2 separate regions of the Pan paniscus genome follow, and region 1 is linked to region 2. Evidence: chromatin contacts called from public Hi-C data. All regions are on one chromosome and are shown on one strand. The core of a region is the stretch at or near the end of the contact, and the rest is flanking DNA. Distances in the headings are between cores, read along the strand shown. Region 1 holds the start of CALCRL (calcitonin receptor like receptor). Region 2 holds the start of ZSWIM2 (zinc finger SWIM-type containing 2).

Region 1 (3,839 bases), core at 919-3,418, 580 kb before region 2:
TGGATTAAGGGTCTCATGACCTGAGCTCAAAACATGAATTTTTTTCCTTCAGTAGACCTTACTAGTATTGGGCAAATGAAATCAATGAATCTCACCAGGCGCAGGGGCTCATGTCTGTAATCCCAGCACTTTGGGAGACCAAGGTGGGCGGGTCACCTTAGGTCAGGAGTTTGAGACCAGTCTGGCCAACATAGTGAAACCCTGTCTCTTCAAAAAAATACAAAAAGTTAGCTGGGTGTGGTGGCGGGCGCCTGTAATCCCAGCTACTTGGGAGGTTGAGGCAGGAGAATTGCTTGAACCCGGGAGATGGAGGTTGCAGTGAGCTGAGATTGCATCATTGCACTCCAGCCTGTGCAACAAGAGCAAAAACTCCATCAAGAAAGAAAGAAGGAAGGAAGGAAGGAAGGAAGGAAGGAAAGAAAGAAAGAAAAATGAATCTTTGGAAAGACAAAAATATTAATGCTTTTATAAACATATTGGGAAAAGTTTTAGTTTTCCATGATTTAATTAAATTCAAAGACTATGTATTAATCTCTTTATAGGATTCATATATTACACTTAGCATGGAAGATGAGAAGACATGACCCATTATTACTTTCATATTAAATCTAGTATTTGTTTTTCTCTGAATTTCAAGATGGGAACATGAAGCCTAAAAAGCTTTGTCAAGATCACACCAGACAGTATCAGAACCGGTTCACCAGTGTAACTCAGTTTCTTACAAGTCTTTTCTATTAACCATAATCATAGAGATAAAAGTATATCTATTTTTTATATGTCTGTATTTTTTTAATCAATATTGATCTTACTGGTCTTAAAATCAAAGATTGTATAAACATTTTCTTCCACTAATTCAGACAATAAAGATGTCAACATGAGCACCCTGCTTTAAAAACATGATATTCCTGAATTTATTTTGCCTTTACCTCCTTTGTCTGCCTACAAGGTGTATGGGCACCTCATTTTACCCCGGAATTGCACTAACAATTTACTAAGAGTTGAATGATCCTCACCATATCTTATCTATTTCAAAATGTTATGAAATTTGTCAATTCAAAGCCTTAGAGATAAAATCTATCTCTTCTAGTTTATAGATGAGAAAATGTATGCCCTGATAAATTAAGTGACTTTTAGTGCTGTTTAGGTTACAGGGATTATAATTATTGCTTCATATCGAACATTTACCAAATTATAAAAATGATAAAAGCATTTCAAATTTACATTTTCCCCTGATCATATCCAATGATGTATTAAACATATTCAGGAAAAACTATGCTTTGAGATGAAATTTTGTCTGAGAAATAAAGTATCCTTTGTATTTATATTATTTTATAATATTATGTTTACAACATCTATATTTTCTTTAAGATTATATTGACTTACAAATATTGTATAAATTATTTTTATATTATAAATAACATAATTATACCAAATATTTTTAAATGTGTGCAATAATTTTAAAATTATGAATTATTCAAAAGGCTATTTTGTCAAATATATATACTTATATATTATAAAAGAAACACTATACACACACATACACAAGTTGAATTTATAACACATACACTCATGTTCTTATGAAGAAGGTAAAGGAAAAAATAAAAGATTTAAAAACTGCAGGATAAAGTTTCTTGATCTAATTAACTGATTAGGAACTGCACTTAGGAACTGATGAGGAACAGCACCCAATTAGCAGAGCTCCAAATTAAGAAGAGCCAAATCACAAAACCAGTTATGATGAATATAGTTAATTTTTTTTCTGTGTTGTGCTATGAACACAGATTTGTTAGATTTTTTTTCCTGGATACTTTGTAAGCTATAATTCGACACACACACACACACACACACACACACACACACACACACACGCCTAACTCCTTTGATTCTTTGAGCAGAATACTATATTCAGATTTCCTTCAAATCACAAGTAGCTTGTTTGGCAAGTTCTAACAGAACTCAGTCAAGGTGAAAGCCAGCCAGCTTTTTACTGGTAACAATGTATTCACACAGCCTATGATCTCTCTCTGTTCAGGCTGCTTCTTGCTCTTGTCTCACAATAAGAAAGGAGTGCTGCTTTCCTGGGGTATGCTATTTGAGAAAGAAAGTAACCTAACACTAACTGCAGGCGGGGTCAGAGTGATGTAACAGGAAGCTCTGATGTTTCCCTTCTGCTGCTGATCACTTACAATCTGACAACACTTACAATCTACTCAGAACAACCTCTCTCTCTCCAGCAGAGAGTGTCACCTCCTGCTTTAGGACCATCAAGCTCTGCTAACTGAATCTCATCCTAATTGCAGGATCACATTGCAAAGCTTTCACTCTTTCCCACCTTGCTTGTGGGTAAATCTCTTCTGCGGAATCTCAGAAAGTAAAGTTCCATCCTAAGAATATTTCACAAAGAATTTCCTTAAGAGCTGGACTGGGTAAGTGCACATTCAAAATAAATATATTTATTCTAAGTAGTATTCTCATATAGTTTGGCAATGTTTCTATTATAGAATTTAGTAGATAGCATTGAAATAATGTTGAAACATATTCTCACTTATTTCACATGCTAGAGAAAATACAGCCTACTACCCCAACATGAATACAAAATCTAATACTACTAGATAATATTGTTTACCATGGTATTCTAGAAAATAAATTTAGAAAGTATTAAAAATCTAAATGGATTAAAAGACATATTTCTGAACAAATACCTTAATCACAGAACAATGTCTTTTAAAATTAGCTCTAATATTAGCTAAGCTTGAATCTTGACAACTGGAAAACATTTCTCCCCCCGGAAGGGTCTTTAAACTTTCCATGTTATCAGCTGTAAGAAAGAGGTGAAAGAATAACTACTTAATGGGTCTCGGAGTCTCACTTACTCTGTGGTTGATCATAATACAGAGTTTTGAAAAGTAATCACTTTGCATTTATTACATTTGCTTTTATTTGCCTTTCACCTTTATTTACACATATATCTGTAACTACTGAACTAATTTTTGTGTTCATTGTTGCCAGATGTGTTTAAATCTCTCTTCTGCTAACCCTGAACTGTTTGCTCTTTATTTGGATCATGGTGTCGGCTACAAAGAAAAAAAAAACCTAGAGTTTAGGAAATGTAGATTTTTAAAACAATTCTTAATTTTGAAATCTTTAAGAGAATACTTCAACTTGACTGGTTCCCCTCTGCAAGATTTTGGAGGGGGGTGTGATACCACGATATCTGTGGATAAAGAAACGTGACAGCTTTCCCAAAGAAGTATATTAGACGATTAAACAAAGAAATTAAAGTATTTATTAAAAAAGAATTTCCAGGATGGAACTTACTGAAATGTTGAGATAAAACATCTGTTAATGCTCATTCCGATAGTACAGGCTGTCCTGAACAATTTAAGAAACTAATGTCTGCTTAATAAATTGTTTGTGTAGATATATCACAAATTTGTTGCTGGAGAAAGTTTGATGTCAAATTTTAAATGATGTTGATAGATATGATTTTTAAGTTATATATTTTCTTACCTAAATGCAATTATACTTTCCAAGATGTCCTACATTGGAAGCATCCTGTACTTAATCACTTATATCTGGCACATTAATAATAGACTACAAACATCCTGAGTAACTCCTCAGTAATTTACAACTCAATTTTTCCACAAATTCCTCAATATAATGAAAATTTAAATTAATTCTTAGATTTGTGATTCTTTAAGAGTATCATGGCTGATTTCTCTCTCTTTTCAATCTTCAGTTGTACTGAGTTCCCTGACACATGTGTAGAAATGGGAAAAGTGTTTTTAGAATGTGACTTTAGCCATTATATAAATGGGGGAGAAAGTGGAAACAACACA
Region 2 (3,832 bases), core at 1,194-3,693:
TCTATAAAAAAGTTAAAAATGTTATATAATAACTATCTGCAATTAAACAAGTGGCTGAGATTTTTTTAAACTGCATGAGCGACAGGCAAAGATAGCAAAAGAACGATAATTTTTAAAGTGTTCTAAAATAAATATGCAAATGACATAATTTTCAATGCATCAGGATAAAGAAGAAAAACATGAAAAGCTCTCCCTGAAAGCAGAAGATTGAGAAAAAAAATGAGGAAGAATAAAACAATAGATAAGACTAACTAAAAACAAGCAAATAAAATAGGAACAAAGTACAAGATAATTTGGGTTCCTTAAAAAGAATCTGAAGCAATAGAACAGAAGCAATAATCAATAAAGTCACAGAATAAAAAAGTCAGTTGATGACATAGCAGAAAAAATCAGTGAAACACAACTTATGAAATTATCTTGGTTGAAGTCTTAAAAACGAAGAATTTAAAATCTTCCAGGAAGAAACACGCTATCAATACACAAAGGTTAAAAAATTTGGCTGGTGTCAGATTTATACCCTATATATTATGGTTCACTTGCAAAAATATAGCAATATCTTTACAGTTGTAGGAGAAAGATTTTAATCCAAGTATTGCATAACCAGCCAAATGGTCATTTATGTGTGAAAGCAATTTTAAATAATTTAGGTTATTCAAGACAAAAAGTATACTGCTCATGCTTTCTCCGCAAAAAATTATTCAAGAAGTCATTCAAACCAACCAAGAAATGAATCTGCTAAATAAAGAGAATGGAGAAGCTATGATATAAAAAGAAGAGCTGGTGATAATAAGAACCATTTAAACATAAAATTATACATTCCTGGTTTTTCTCACATATATCCCTGTGCTTTACTCATTATTCATGAATGGGGGATAAGCTTTCTGAATCCTATATATCTGAAAATGACTTGATTTTGTCCTTACATTTGTTTGATAACATAGCTAGACATAAAATTCTAGTGTCAGTATCATTTTCCCTCAGAACTTTTCCAAGTCATTTAGGATCCCTGATGCAAATAAAGACTCTAATTCTTATCTTGTTTTTGCCCATTTGTATCTTTTTTTCATTTTGTAAATGGCTAGGTTTTTCTCTTTATTTTCAACACTTCAAAATTTCTCAGCCACATATCTAGGTATGAATCATTATCCATTTGTACTGCTCAGCATTTGACAAGCCCTTTTTATTTGAAGATATAGTTCTCCCAATTATCCTAGGAAATTTTTTCTATTATCATCTTTGATAATTTCCTTCCCTTCACTCTGCCTTTTGAAAATCATAATGGTCTAAATTTGTACATTTTTGCTTAGCCCTCTTTCTTTCTTTTTAATATTTTCCATCTTTTTTTCTTTTTGCTCTACATCTAGATAATTGACTTTATCTTTCAAAATTTCTGTTGAGTTTCTTAATTAAAAAATCATTTCTAGAACAACAAAAAAACCCTTCTTATTCTGATTGTCTTTTTAATATCTTGGTCTTGCGGCTTGTCAAATTGTTTGAATTCTCCTGCCCCCTTATCCATTTGGGTAACTCTCCAATTTTTTTCTACCACCTTTCTATATTCTCCAGATTTTTTTAACTTTTAGATTGTAAATACTTGACTGTCTTCTGCCAGGACTTAAAAGGCAATAATAAAGTTCTTGAGACCACGCAGCCCAACTAGCAATCACAGTTATGAAGTCCTTTGTTTTCACTGCAACAATGAGAATAAAGGTACAATGTTTAGTCCCTAGCTTTTTGAATTACTCAGAGGAATTTCCACTGGAAAAATCTCATGGTATAAGTGAATAAGTTTCCTGAATGCCTCACTTTATGGTGGAATTAAAGCTTGATTCTGGGCCCTTCTAGTCAGCTTACAAGCTAACATATATCCTATAGTAAATTCCTTTGTAAGTAAAACTAGCTAAAGTGATTCTATTGTCCAACCCAATGCTGGCAGATGAGAAGTAATCTGTTCCATGTTCTTGCCATCAATTACTCCTCATTTCATCAGTCAGCATTCTTCCACCCATATTTGTTCTTCTAGTAGGTTGTTGAAACTGTTAATTTGCCAGTGGCCCATATTCTTTTTCTATTGCTGCAAAAGAAATTATCACAAATTTAGTGACTTAAAACAATATCCATTTACCAGTTTACAGATATATAGGTCAGAAGTACAGGCAGTCTCAGCTAGGCTCTCTGCTCACTGTCTCACAAGGTTGAAATCAATGTGTTATCCAGACTGTGCTCTTCTCTGGAAGCTCTGCAGAAGAATCTGCTTTCAAGCCCATTCAAGTTGCTGCCAAAAATCCAGTCCTTTGCTGCTCAAGGTCTAAGGACGCCATTTCCTTGCTGGTGGTCAGCCAGAGGCCACTTTCTTCTTCCAGAGGCCACAGAATTCCTTGTCACATGGCCCCCTCCATCTTCAAAGCTGGCCAAAAAAAAAAAAGTGCTTCCATTCTGACTTCTCCTTCTGTCACCAGCCAGAGAAAACTGCCTTTAAAGAGTTTATGAGATAACATGAGGCCAACCATAGTTATCTCCCTTTTAATTAACTCAAAATCAAATGATTAGTAACCACAATTATACCTGCAAAATCTCTTTTGCCACATAACACTACATACAGAGGAAGAAATTATACAAGGGTAAGGGTCATTGGGGTCACTGGGGTCATTCTGAAAATTCTGCCTACCTCAGCCCTCTTTAGTTCTCTTCATTGTCAGAGGTTGAAACCTGACTTTTTTTTAGGCTAGTCAATGGGGGAGAAACTAACATTATCTACTTATTCTGGCATCTTAAAGTCCCAGTCACACTCATAGTGGGTTATATATTTATTCATATTACACTTTTATGTGCAAAAAGTTTAAAATATTTTCTCTATAAATGGTCCAGTTGCTTTTGATAGACTTCACTTTCTTTGTTCACAAGAAAAAAACTCAGCAAAATATAATTTAGCCTGACTTAATTACCAAATAGTCTTTTAGATAAATGGTGTTCACTGTCAAAGAAAAACTGCATTGGATGGAGTTAAACAAGCAAGGAAGACTTTATTAAAGTCTACTGCAATATGGGAGTGAGATTAAACATGACTACTGAAACAAAAGGTGGCAGTTTTTATATTTTTTATTATTATTATACTTTAAGTTCTGGAGTATATGTGCAGAACATGTAGTTTTGTTACATAGATTCACACGTGCCATGGTGGTTTCCTGCACCTGGAGGTAAACCAGTGGAAAAGTACTGGAGGACTTTAGGGTGAAGGTTGGCCGATGTGACTAAGCCACCTGTATTTGCTAATTGGCACTTATCTAAATTAGGCTTCTATGCTGCTGCAAAGACTAGGATATGAGAGCACTATTTTTATTGTTGATTCTATTTCAAAGAATGCCTCCCAGGTCCTTGAGAAAGACATGACTAGTTGTCACATCTGCAAGAGGCTGCAAGAATATTTACATCTTAAAGGGGTAGAGAAAGAATTTATAATTCCAAGTTTTCCGAAGTAAATACTCTAAGAAAAGGGAGGTCAAGAATCTACAGTCAGGAAAAAATCTGTCTAAAGTTTAGTCAAGCTAAGTGGAATGTTAAGACCATCATAATCACTATTAAGGATAAAATGCCTAGAATTTTAGATTTCCACTCATTCCCTATTTCATCTCAAAAAGATACATGAGTGTATGAGGAAATAAAAGCTCTGTAAACACGTGTCTGATAAAAGCTGATGACCTTAAATTTACACAGTGTCCCCTAGACTCTTGCTGGTCACTTCTGCAATATGGGCAGTCTGAATTGTTCCTTGTTAGTGAACAATGAGTTGCGAGTTTTGACTTTTTTTAAGGTGGTTGTGCTGGTGCCTCCC

What was found. Hi-C and Micro-C count contacts between places; a contact is called where the count stands out from the background.
Region 1: a contact with region 2 is called in a Hi-C map of fibroblasts, with 5 times the contacts expected there. The contact joins the promoter of CALCRL here to the promoter of ZSWIM2 in region 2. A contact is called at or near these places in 2 of 3 Hi-C or Micro-C datasets (fibroblasts and induced pluripotent stem cells).

What each region holds. Positions count from the first base shown.
Region 1 is chr13:90,112,052-90,115,890 of NHGRI_mPanPan1-v2.0_pri, reverse strand. It overlaps CALCRL (calcitonin receptor like receptor), which reads left to right and starts at 2,168. Exons shown (of 16, transcript XM_003823512.5): 1 at 2,168-2,426.
Region 2 is chr13:89,531,682-89,535,513 of NHGRI_mPanPan1-v2.0_pri, reverse strand. ZSWIM2 (zinc finger SWIM-type containing 2) reads left to right here and starts at 2,443. Exons shown (of 9, transcript XM_003823515.4): 1 at 2,443-3,832.